2 separate regions of the Gossypium arboreum genome follow, and region 2 is linked to region 1. Evidence: chromatin contacts called from public Hi-C data. All regions are on one chromosome and are shown on one strand. Each heading gives the region's core, a stretch centred on a gene start, on an enhancer-like site or on the middle of the called end of the contact. The rest is flanking DNA. Distances are from core to core; before and after follow the strand shown.

The links. A called contact is a pair of places that touch in the nucleus more often than the background predicts.
Region 2: a contact with region 1 is called in a Hi-C map of leaf, with 2.5 times the contacts expected there. The contact joins the enhancer-like site here to the promoter of LOC108463137 in region 1. A contact is called at or near these places in 2 of 5 Hi-C or Micro-C datasets (both in leaf).

What each region holds. Positions count from the first base shown.
Region 1 is chr13:10,369,687-10,375,808 of ASM2569848v2, forward strand. LOC108463137 (protein ASPARTIC PROTEASE IN GUARD CELL 2-like) reads right to left here and starts at 2,694. Exons shown (of 1, transcript XM_017763086.2): 1 at 961-2,694. The coding sequence starts at 2,555. The coding sequence ends at 1,131.
Region 2 is chr13:10,448,724-10,454,517 of ASM2569848v2, forward strand. No RefSeq gene overlaps it. Among protein-coding and RNA genes, the nearest start is that of LOC108461607, 21 kb to the right of the region's middle. Within about 2 kb of position 3,123, at least 1 of the 2 cell types and tissues checked has an H3K27ac peak or open chromatin away from gene starts, as enhancers often do. A contact at or near this core is called in leaf, where this site is marked.

The DNA of each region.
Region 1 (6,122 bases), core at 1,444-3,943:
ATTGTTTATAATTAATAAAATATACAAATATTTTTATATTAATATTTATATACTTGTATAATTAAATTTAAATAAAAATGATTTTTATTATTTTGAACCATAAAACAGGTCATTTAAGTGCCGGCTTTGCTCATGAAAACATCCATTAGCAATACAAAGGCATCTCAAAATCTTACATTGCAAAAGAGGGAGGGGAAAGAAAAGAAAGGAAAAGTAGATGCCTTTGTAAAAGTCATTGCTCAACTTAGGGTTAACACAAGTCTAGCAAGTTGTGTGGCCTCCCTCCCTAATGATTTCAACACTAAAAACCCTTGTGAGAAAGACAGCCGAAGGAATCTCCATTTGTGTTAAGCTGATGTGAAAAAAAGATGGTGGGCAAATCAGCAATGTGCCGGTCAATCAATGTCATTTTCCACCCACACCCCACCCCCTGCCTCTACTCATGCTGTAAAAGTCCCATTTAGGATTCCTTAGGTATCAATTGAATGAGTTCACGATTTGAGTTTTTTGGGTTGAAATAATTTTAAGTTGAAGTAATTCATATTTGAAATTTGAATTTAAGATTATTTATTTAGGTTATTTTTAAATTTACATTTATCCTAATTAATTTAATTTTAATTTTAAATTATTAATTTTTTATAGTCAAATCAAATTTAATCACCCATTCTAATGTCAGAGTAAAAGGGTGCATCCCATGTAAAAGGATGCTCTAATATCAAAGTAAAACAGACCTTTTTTTAATGATTCTTTTGACTGTTTTAGGTATATTTGACCCTTGCTCTTACATGCCCTTTATATTTGTTTTTCATTTTTACCTTATTTGCCCCTTTGTATAAACTTTACAAAATCACAATAAATACATATAATTACATTAAAGAGAAAAGGCAAAACTTTAACCAAAACCATTAACTATAAGACAAGACAAGTATCACATGACATTATTAATACACAAGACTCATATTTATAATTATATAAATATATTTAATTGAACTTAATATTATATTTTCAGTTGACAAAATCCCAAATTCAATATTTCAACACTACTACATCTTTTCTTAGGAAAAAAAAAAAAACTCTAAGAACTGTCTAGCAAAATTCATCACTATTACTTCACATTTACATCATTGAACTTAGCAAACATTGGGGCCAAACCCCACAAACCCATTGGCTCCATCAAAGGAAATCTGGATCCCCTCTTGCTGAATGTTCCCTATTATTGAAAGTCCTGAACCAGAGGGAGCAAATGCAAAACAGAAAGTTCCCATATCATCAACAGGTATAAGAAAGTTCCTTGCGGGTAGGGTCAGGACTGGCCCGCCCGAGAAGTAGAATGATACTGTTGGGACCCGAACTGAGACGAAACCCGATAGGTTATAACACGTATCGAATATGGACACTTTGGAGGCACGAGGAAGGTTTGCTGTTTGCGTGATGAAAGCGTCACGGAAGGGGTTGTAAGCCGAGGATGGGAGCCTTGTCACGGCAGTCCCAGTGTCCATAACGACTCCTCCGTAGCCTAATTCGGTGAGCCGGAAAACATCTTCGGATATGGGCACCCTAACGCCTCCTACTCCGAGACCCGAAAGCCCGACGTAGTAAAAACTTGGGGCCCGCGGGTTACGTAGCAAAGGGACCCACGTGGCACCAACGGGCATTGCTCCACGACCGAATACCAATGACCCGGATGCGTCAGTGCCCCGGCTCACCAAACAGTAGCTAAATGCACCACCTGTTTGGCCACCCAATTGACCCACAAGTGACATGGATCCACCTCCAAGGCCCAACAACCCAGCTGCCCCGATGAACATGCCCCGGTTAACATGCCCGCACCCGATGGCCACGTTTTTAACGACCGTTCGACCAAAAGTGAGCGTTTCAAGCGCCAGGGTTCCTTTCGTGTAAGATCCGTCACCATACATAACTTCGTACCGACAATACCGACCCGCATTGCAACCCGAATTCTCAATCCGGTCACAAACGGAAGAGCCACAAGAGACGCCGGCGAAAGAAGCAGAGTTAGCCGGGTCGAAAACTGGGTCGGATTGTCGATAGCATTGGTTACAAGGCTGACACTGGACCCAAACAATATCACTACCCGAATCAATAACCATATACTGACTCCTCGGTGGGCTACCAACGCCGATTCTCACGAAATACTCGCCACTCCCTTGGTCCATTCCCGAAACAACATCCGACCCAAAATCGTTCACCTCGTAAGCCGCGTCACCGTCGTGGGTTCCGTTTCCGGGGAGACGGCGGAGGAGGCTCGCCACCCTTTTAACGTCCCTCTGCATACGTGCATGAAAACGGCGGCCATGGTTGTGCAAAGTAGAGGAATCGTTGGGAGATAATAACTTGTCTCGATGGACAAGTTTCAGGTTACATTTCCCTCGATGATCATCGGTTTCGGATAATCCGTGGGGCTTAAACATTTTCGTCCCTGTGAGTGTTTCATTCACGTTCAAGAGTTGAAAGTCAGGGAACGAGTTGGTGGCGACGGCGATGCTGCATAGAGCTAATTGCAGCATCGTCACTAATATTGCTGCTAACGACATAGTTGAGGAGCTATGGTGTTTGAGAATATACCGATATAGTAGTACTGATGGTTGAAGAAGGGGGTGCGAGGGATTTATTTGAGTCGGGTTTAGGCTTAGGGGTTCGTAGAAGGGAAAAAAAGGACATGTGGGGTTTGGAAATTGATGTTAAAGCGGTTTCTGTTTTGGTATTTTGTAGTTTTGTCTTTGGACTGATCATCAAGAGTTTCAACACTGTTTAAGAGGGAAAATAAATTTATCTTTGTTTTCCAACTTTCTTTCTTTTTGCTTTTTATCTATGGTGTTATGTTGACCCAACTAATTGATTACTAGTTTAGTATTTGATATATCGTTAATGTATGTGGCTAAATGGATGATTGATTTAATATGTTGATATGGTTTAATTAAAAAATTTAAAATTAATTCGATAAATAAAGGTCAAATTTGAGCAATTCAAGTTATTAATTAATTTATATTTGAGTTTAATAATATTGACTAGAATAGTTCACAAGTTTTATCGAACTTTTCATTTTAATATGTATTTTAATATATTTATATTATTAAATTACATTATTACTTTTAATATATATTATTAATCTTAAATTTTGAGAAGAATATCAAGTTTCAATTTTGAGTTAAATCGAGCTCAAACTTGTCAAGGTTTGGGCTTGTATGATATTTGTTCAAGGGTCGCATTATTTATTCAAGCCCGTTAAAAATTTAAGACAGTTTGAATAAAAATGTTTAAAAAAAAAAAGATTTTGAGCAAACAAATTAAGCTCGTTTAAAATATGAATCAAACTTAGAATTTAATGTTTAAGGCTCTAACTTAACTCAATCAGTCTATTTTCAAATTTTATAATATTATGTAATTTATAGAATATAAAAATTAAACATAATACTATAGTGTAAACAAGCTTGACTCAATCAGGTAATATAAGCAGGTTTAATTAAATTTAAGGTTAGTTATTTTACAAATATAGATGAATTTTAATAAAATTTATAATTCCTATCGAAATTAAGCTAAGCTTGGATAATTGTATATGATATTGACATCTAAATAAATAATATTATAATTTTCTTTATAAATATAAATATAAATTTAATATTATATTTTCTTTCATCCAGTGAAATCTAGTATTATAAAAAGCGAAATTTTAAAATTATAATTTTTTTGTTAGTTGTTAAATGTACATAGTGGTATCTACGAGATACCTATTATCTTATTAATCTCATTTATAAAGTTTAATTAATACATTCGTCGATGAGACTTAAGTATCAATGGTAAAGGCAGAGGCTTGAAATTTTGAGACCATATGAAAATTAAGTGGGAGTTGCTAGTTAGTAGAATTGAGATAATTTTAATTTGAGTTAAATAATTTATTTTAATATTTGTAATGATTGATTTTAATTAAATTTGTTGATATAATTAATTAATTTTAACTTAAAATAATAATAATTCTAGAGATAATTATTTAAAATAGATAAATAAATATTGATATGAGAGAAAAATATTAACATTTTTAAAATAATTTATGATCATATCTTCTTCTTTTTTATTACATAATGCTTAGAACTATTAGCATTTTTAAAATAATTTCTGATCATATCTTCTTATTCTTTTTTATTACATAATGCTTAAAATTATTATAGTCCCTTCTCAACCCATAAATAAAAGGATAATGCGTTTCAACGTACTCAAATCAATGTCATCCTATATTGAGACCAATACCTATATTAATCGAACTAAGACTCAATCGATAACTTTTTTAATGTTAAGCTTGAAAAGCATATTGATATTATATTGTATAGCATTAAAAAAGATATCACTGATTAGCTATGAACCATACATCAATCCATCTATGATCATATGTTAATCAGCAAAAGTAGTCTTTCCTTTTTCTTTTCTTTTAATTAATGGAAACCCAAAGATACCACCATCTTGATATATATAATGAATTAGCTTCACAGTTAGCCTTTTCACAAAATGCATGCATTGCATGCGCACTTATATTTTTTTAATCTTAGCCTGCAATGTCTTTAGACATGTCGAAGGTAAACATTTAATTCACAAATTTAAATTATAAATTTTTATGAGAATTAAATTTATACTTTTATTATTTTATTAATTTATTATTTCAAAACTTTTAAAGAGATCAAATTAAAAATTTATCATCTTAAAAGGATTAAAATGTAAATTTATCATTATATTAATTTATAATTTTAGAATTTTTAAAAGGTGTTTTACCATTTTTAGGAGGAGCAATTCCCTTGCATGCTCCCTTGTCCAAAAGTTAGTTTACTTGTGGTTTGATCTTTTATAGGATTCGAAGAGAGGCATTAGGTCTAAAAATAGATTTTGAAAAAAAATAGACTCATTTAAAATATAAACTTAGGTTAAGTTTTAATATTCATTACTCGAGTTTAGTTTAATTCAGTTTTCAATTTTGTAGCATAACAACTTTATTTTTACTTTTAAGCGTATTATGAAATTAAAATTAAAATTACAATATATAATGTTATAATGTACACATCAAAAAAATATGTTAAGTTCTATATGTTTAAATTTTTAATAAAATAAAATATATTAAATTATTAAATGTTAAATTAAAAATTGCTTAAAATTTTGTAAAATATAAATAATACGTGCAGACCTAAAATATGGGTAGGCTTGAGTAAATTTTGAAGCACATATTTTAGCATGGATCAGACTTGAACAAGTGTAAAGTATAAATTTTATCACATGCATATGCGAGTGAAAATTACGTATTTAAAATACAAAGGTTAATTTAAAAATAACATATAATAAAGAACAAAACACATGGTTTAAAAATAATCAATAATAACACATGAAATATCATAATATACACAATTGGTGATATAAATGTTGTAGATGAAAAACTATTATAAAGGATAAAAATAGAACATAAAAATTAATTCTACAACAAACTTGGTTGCTATAGTGAAATGTTGTTATAAATGGTGATTTTTATAAAGAGAGACGATTATTATTTAAACATTTGATTGAATTGGTGTTACGAGTTAACCGAGCACCAATTCAGTTAGAAAAATTACACAAATGTTCTCCATAACCGTAATTAAAATAAAATATATTATTCGAAAGTACTTTAGTCTTTTATTTTTCTTACAAAAGTCAATAAAAATTTGCATGTAAAGGATTTGAACTCATGTAATTAACATCAATAAAATATTAATTTTACCACTAAACCAAAACTTAATTTTAATATAATATTTACATTAATTGTATTATGCATACACTCTTTACTAAATTACTTCTTTGTAACATCTTCGTCTTAAATTTTAATCAAATTAGTTTTATTCCTAAATGAAATGAAAATAAAAAATCTTATTTAAAATATAATTTCAATAAATTATTTAATTTTTATATAAAAATATGTTAATCATAGTTTATTAAATGAAAATTATCTCCAATAAATGAAATTACATTTGTAAGTTTAATTAAAAATATAATTTAAATCTCACTAATTAATATTAATATAATAAATTATAGTTCTTTTAATTTGATTTAAAAAAATCAAATATGATCTAAATCTCAAAGGTGTCTAA
Region 2 (5,794 bases), core at 1,873-4,372, 79 kb after region 1:
AGTCGATGAGACACTATGTGTCGACTACTGTTAAAGTTTCGGATTTGTTCCGATGAAGTACTTTGTGTACTATAATGTTAAAGTTCTGGATTTATTCCGATGAAGCACTATGTGCTTATCCCGGAGTGTAGGTTGGATCCGTGTATCCATCAGTGTCCGAGTTTTGTTAATAAGGGTAAATAAAGTAAAGGTTTTTAAAGTACTGATTGATATTAATATTGAATAATAGCAATAATGTGTTTGAATTACCATGTTTTAAAGTTGATTAAGCTATTGTTTATAGAAATACCATTGAGAGTATTCTCAGCGTACGGTTTGTTTCCGTGCGTAGGCTAGGTATGAAAGTATAAGGACTCAGCATACAAGCCGATGCCCAAACTCAAATTGGTGAAGTTTCTATCTTTTTGGAAAATGGCATTGTACCTAGGATGTCTTTTGGTCATTTTGAAAGTATCTAAGTTGTTAAGTGATATTTTGGTATGTTTTGTAAATGTTACCAAAACCTTAAGTATGGTATGTTTTGATATGTTAGTGAAGAGTAATAAGAGGAAGTGTTGGTAAATATTGTAGAGAGAAGAAATGAAGATGTTATAAACTTAGTTATCAACATTTTATACTAAAACAGATTTGGACAGTAGTGGTAGTCCAACTTTGAAAATATACCAAAAATAGTATAAAGTGAATTAGATAATGAATAAAATTTGTAATTGAAGCTTAATGAATCTATTTTATATGGAAGAAATAAAATAGGTAAAAGAGTTGTATTTTATGAGATATTTACGTTTTGGTGAAACAGGGTTAGAACAATTTCTGGATTCCCTGTTCTGACTTTAAAAATTCACCATAAATTGTGTATTAAGAATTAGGACTCAAACTTTATTTGTATGGATTCCTTATTGAGTCTATTTTTAATTGAAAAAATGGAATAGTCATTGGATTTCTGTACAGGAAGAAATTTGATTCGTAGTGCACAAGGGTCAGAGTAGCCGAACCCTGAAACAGGGGAGACTTTTTCTAATAAACTGTACTAATTGGCCTAACCAAAAATTATAGAAAAAAATTAGTAAGTATATATATGAGTTTAGTTTCAGGGAAAATTTACGGAATTAGATTTAGAGTTTCATAACTCGAGATATGATTTTTTTAGCGACCGTAACACAGATGGATAGTTTACTACGAAAACTGTTTAAGTGCTAAGATAAGTTTTGTAATGTCTCCTGCTCGACTCCGGCGACGGTCTCGGGTAGGGGACGTTACATGAATTTTTACAATTCGAATAACTCGAATAATTAGAATAACATATTAGTATAAATACCGTTTTGGCCCTGTCAATTTTGAAAATAAGCAAATTGGTCTCTCTTAACAAAATTACAAAAAATCAAAGTAATTTCCAAGATTTGAAAATAATTTTAAAATTCAAAATATTTATAGAAATTCTAATATTTATATTTTAAAAATTATAAATTTAAAAATTAAAAATATATAAAAATTTAATAAAATAATAATTTTGGAATCTAAATAAGTGATTAATGATTCAAGTTTATCATACTAAAATATCTTCTTATTTTTTATTTTGGTTAAAAAAGTTTTCAAATATATATTGTTTCAAATTTTGTGTTCTAACATGGAAATAGTTATATTGTATAAGATTTTAATTTAACATTATTATTTTTTCTAATTTAACTAAAACGGTTTCACTTGATTCAATCGAACACTCACCCCTAATTCGAGTTATCCAAAAATCCAAAAAAAAAAAAAGAAGATAAAACTACATTGTTTTGATAAAAGTTTATATTTTTCTAAAGTTAAAAGGTAAATGTTTTGATAAATGTTTACCCATTAGTCTTACTTTTCTTCCTCAATCGCCCCACTCTCCTTTTTTTCCTTTACTCAAAATTAATCTAAAAGCTTGTACTTTGTCTACTTGTAAAATAATCAGTCCATGTAAACGGAACATTGAGAATAAATAATAAGATTCGTTAATTTGACTCGACTCGACTCGAAATTTTTTAACTCGATTCAACTTGACTCGATCGAATACTCACCCCTACCTACAGGCAAGGTCTTTGGCCTCTTTAGCTAAATGGAATAATAACAACTTTAGCCCCCAATTAAAAATAATTTAATTTAAATTTTTTTAAATAAAAAATTTAACTTCGACCCAATCTTTTATAATTTTATTTTGATTCGCCCTAATATATATTCAAATAGTTCAATGAGGATGGATAAGATTTTTCTTTTTTTTCATAATAGATGGATATGAATCTTGAGATAGATATTGGCGTATAATGGGTGGTTTAAGGAGGAAGATGACAGGTTTGGGTGGAGATAAACCCTATCCAATATTCTTTTTAAAATTAAAAAAAAACAAAACTTCTTTTTCCCCTATAATGAAGGTTTCTAGAAGAGAATTATATTATTAAATTACACAATAATTGGAATTTTGATTGATTTGCTCTGGGTTTATGAAAATTATAAATGATTCATTGAGAATTGAAAATAATCAAAACTTTTTTCCATAAAAATATAGACATCAATTTTAATTTCATATGAATTTTTAATTTACTCGATATCTCTATCATATTGAAAATTTTAACAAATAATTAGATATTTTAATTTCACTCAAAATTCAGCATGTATGATCTAAGTGAATAAAATGTTAAATATGACAGTTGAATTATTAAGATATTAATCGTACAAAAGATAATCGAAATATACTAATGTAAATGAATCTCTTCTTATATATACAAGAATTGTCTTCCTTAATTAAATAACCTAATTATATTTTTAACCCTTCTTAATAATATTTCAATTAATCCACTTTAACCATTTGATTAAATAAAAATTAATTTTACCCTCTCCAAAAATACTTAATAATTCAAGTTAAATCATTTTAAAACTAAAATCTATTTATTTTTAATTGCATCTTAATTCAATACAAATTTTGACTACTTACCTGCATATATATATATATATAGAGAGAGAGAGAGAGAGAGAGAGAGAGAGAGAGAAATATAATATAGAAGGTTTGAATTTTAGATTGGTGGAATGGTATTAGGTGCAACAACTATTGCTGGAGGTGACTTCATGTCTTGAAATAGTAGGAATGTTAGGCTAGGCTTGCACACGTGATACATGAAAATGATATCCTATCAATTTATTCTTTTAGGTTTTCCAATTCTTGGTATTTGAGTTATACACTTTTTCAATATATTATCAGTAGTTTTTATTTTAAATGTAGTTGGTTAAAGTTATTTGGATAAATAGATTGTTTTTTAAATTTAGGAAAATAAATTATTTTTAGAGTGTGTGTAAAAGTACGTCTAACTCGACATATTTGTAATTTTAATATATTAGTTACCTTGGTTAAATAGTTAAATAATAATGATTTCGTCTTTAAATCTCAAGTTCAATTCCTTTTCGAACATATTTGTAATTTTTATTTTATTTTATTTTTAATATATTAATTCATTTGGTTAAATGTTTAAATAATAATGATTTCATCCTTAAATCTCAGATTCAATTCCTCTTCTAAAAAACACATTTGTAATTTTTATTTTATGTTGTTTCAAGCTTTTTATTTTTAAATAATAAATATATTGTTTTAATTTTTTATTTTTAATTCATCTTTTAATTAATAACTTGTTTATTTATAAAATCAAATTCATCAAATTCAAAATTAACATTAAATTTATTTTATTGGAAAGAGTTAATTGCTATAAATATCCCTAAACTATAGTTCTCATTTTGAATTGGTCCTCAAATTTTAAAACATTCTAATTGCATCTTCAAACTATCAATGTTATATCAATAAGGTCCTTCCATTAGTAAAACCATTAATTAAATCATTAAATGAAACATTAAATCTTATATGACATAATTTAAAATAAAAATTTAAAGAAAAATAAATATTGTAAACATGGATGTAAAAAATTTGGTTTCGTGATTTTAAGCTTTTACGAAATTATTGTTTGCTCTTTTTCAATTTTACTTTATTTTTAGTTTTAATTTTAAAAGTTATGCAGCAACATTCCTTCAAATTTTTATTTTATTATGTCACATAAGATTTTATGTATCATTTAATGGTTAAATTAACGGTTTCAATAACGGAAGGATATGATTAATATAACATTGATAGTTTGATGATTAATATAACATTAATTAGATGTTTGGTGCAATTAACTCTATGAAAAATCATGAAAATTCAAATTTGATAATATTAGAAATTAACTTTCATAAACTCAACACTAAAACTAGAATTAAACACCAAAAAGTTAATATTATTACCTTCAAGAACAAAATGTATAATTTTGTCAAATATAAATATCACATTGAAAAAAATACTACACTAAAAAGTATTAAACTCAAGTACTAAATGAGATATTATTTTTCTATGAAAATGGATGTTAGTTGCGAGATAAAAAAAAATTAATAACTAGCTCCATTTAAAAAAAAAATAGAAGCCATTTTTCTTTTTGTATTCTTGGAAAATAGAGTAGATCGAATAAACATATTTGGTTGAAAATTTTAAAACCACATAGCCATGTGTCAGGCCGTGTCAATTTCACGAATTGCACTCCTAACAGTAGAAAAACGCGATTTTTAAGGTTTTTCGAGCATTCTAATACCTATATATGACAAAAATAAGAATATAGGAGTGAGCCATCATAAAATACTTAAGAAAACAACTCAAAAAACATCATTGAACTATATTCTAAAGCATATTTCCATCATGATTGAAGATAATCGTTTGATTTCTTTGGAGATTATTGTAACAGCCCGTTTTCAGTGAAATTGGAACAGTAGTTCCGGGACCATAAATTGGAGTCAGAAATAAATTTTATTTTAATAATATTGCATGGTCTGCATTATGATAGGAAAGACGTATGAAAATTTTGATAAAATTTTTTTACCGATTTCATGTTTAATTATAGAAAGGACCAAATTGTATAAAATGTAAAAGTTAAATTGTAGTAGCTAAAAGGATTTAATAGCTATAGAATTCAAAATTTGAGGTCCTTATAGGGCAATAGACCATTAAGAGAAGTTAGTAGATATTTATGATGATTCATCCATGGAAAATTAGCAAAAGAAAAGAACTAAATTGGAAAGTTGAAAAATTAATGGATGATAAGTTAATTAATTGAATAAAATAATTTCATATCATCATCTTCCCCAAAATTTCTATAAAAACCCTAGCTAAGAGAGAGAATTTCAAGCAAGCTTAATTTGGTAAGTAATCATGTCCCGTTTTTAGTAATTTTTATATTTTCGAGATCGTAATAACCTAATCTATCTATTTTGGGGATTAATTTGTAAAGTTATCAAAGTATTAAAATTTTTTCATGGATGAGTATGCTGAAATTTTAAAATTTATGGTAGAAAATGAAAGGTTGTTGATAGATAAACAACTTTTGTAAAGGAAATTTTCTTGAATTTATGATTTAGTGACTAAATTGTAAAGATGTAAAATTCATGGAAAATTTCTGAATTTTATGAATTTTATGGGCTTTAAATTTTATATGAAATTTTTTGTTAGGCTTGGAATAAGGATTAAATTGCATGAATTTCATTTTCAAAGCCTAGGGACGAAATTGGAATTAATCAAAAGTATAAGGGCAAAATGGTACTTTTGCCTAAGATGTAAATTGGATTGAATTGGATATAAAATGTGTTAAACTGATGTTAAATTTGTTTATGTAGATCTAGAAAGATCAAATAAGGAGTTAGATCGAGGAAAAGAAAAAGTATCAGATTAGTAGATTTTCGAATACGAACAAGTGTCGAGGTAAGT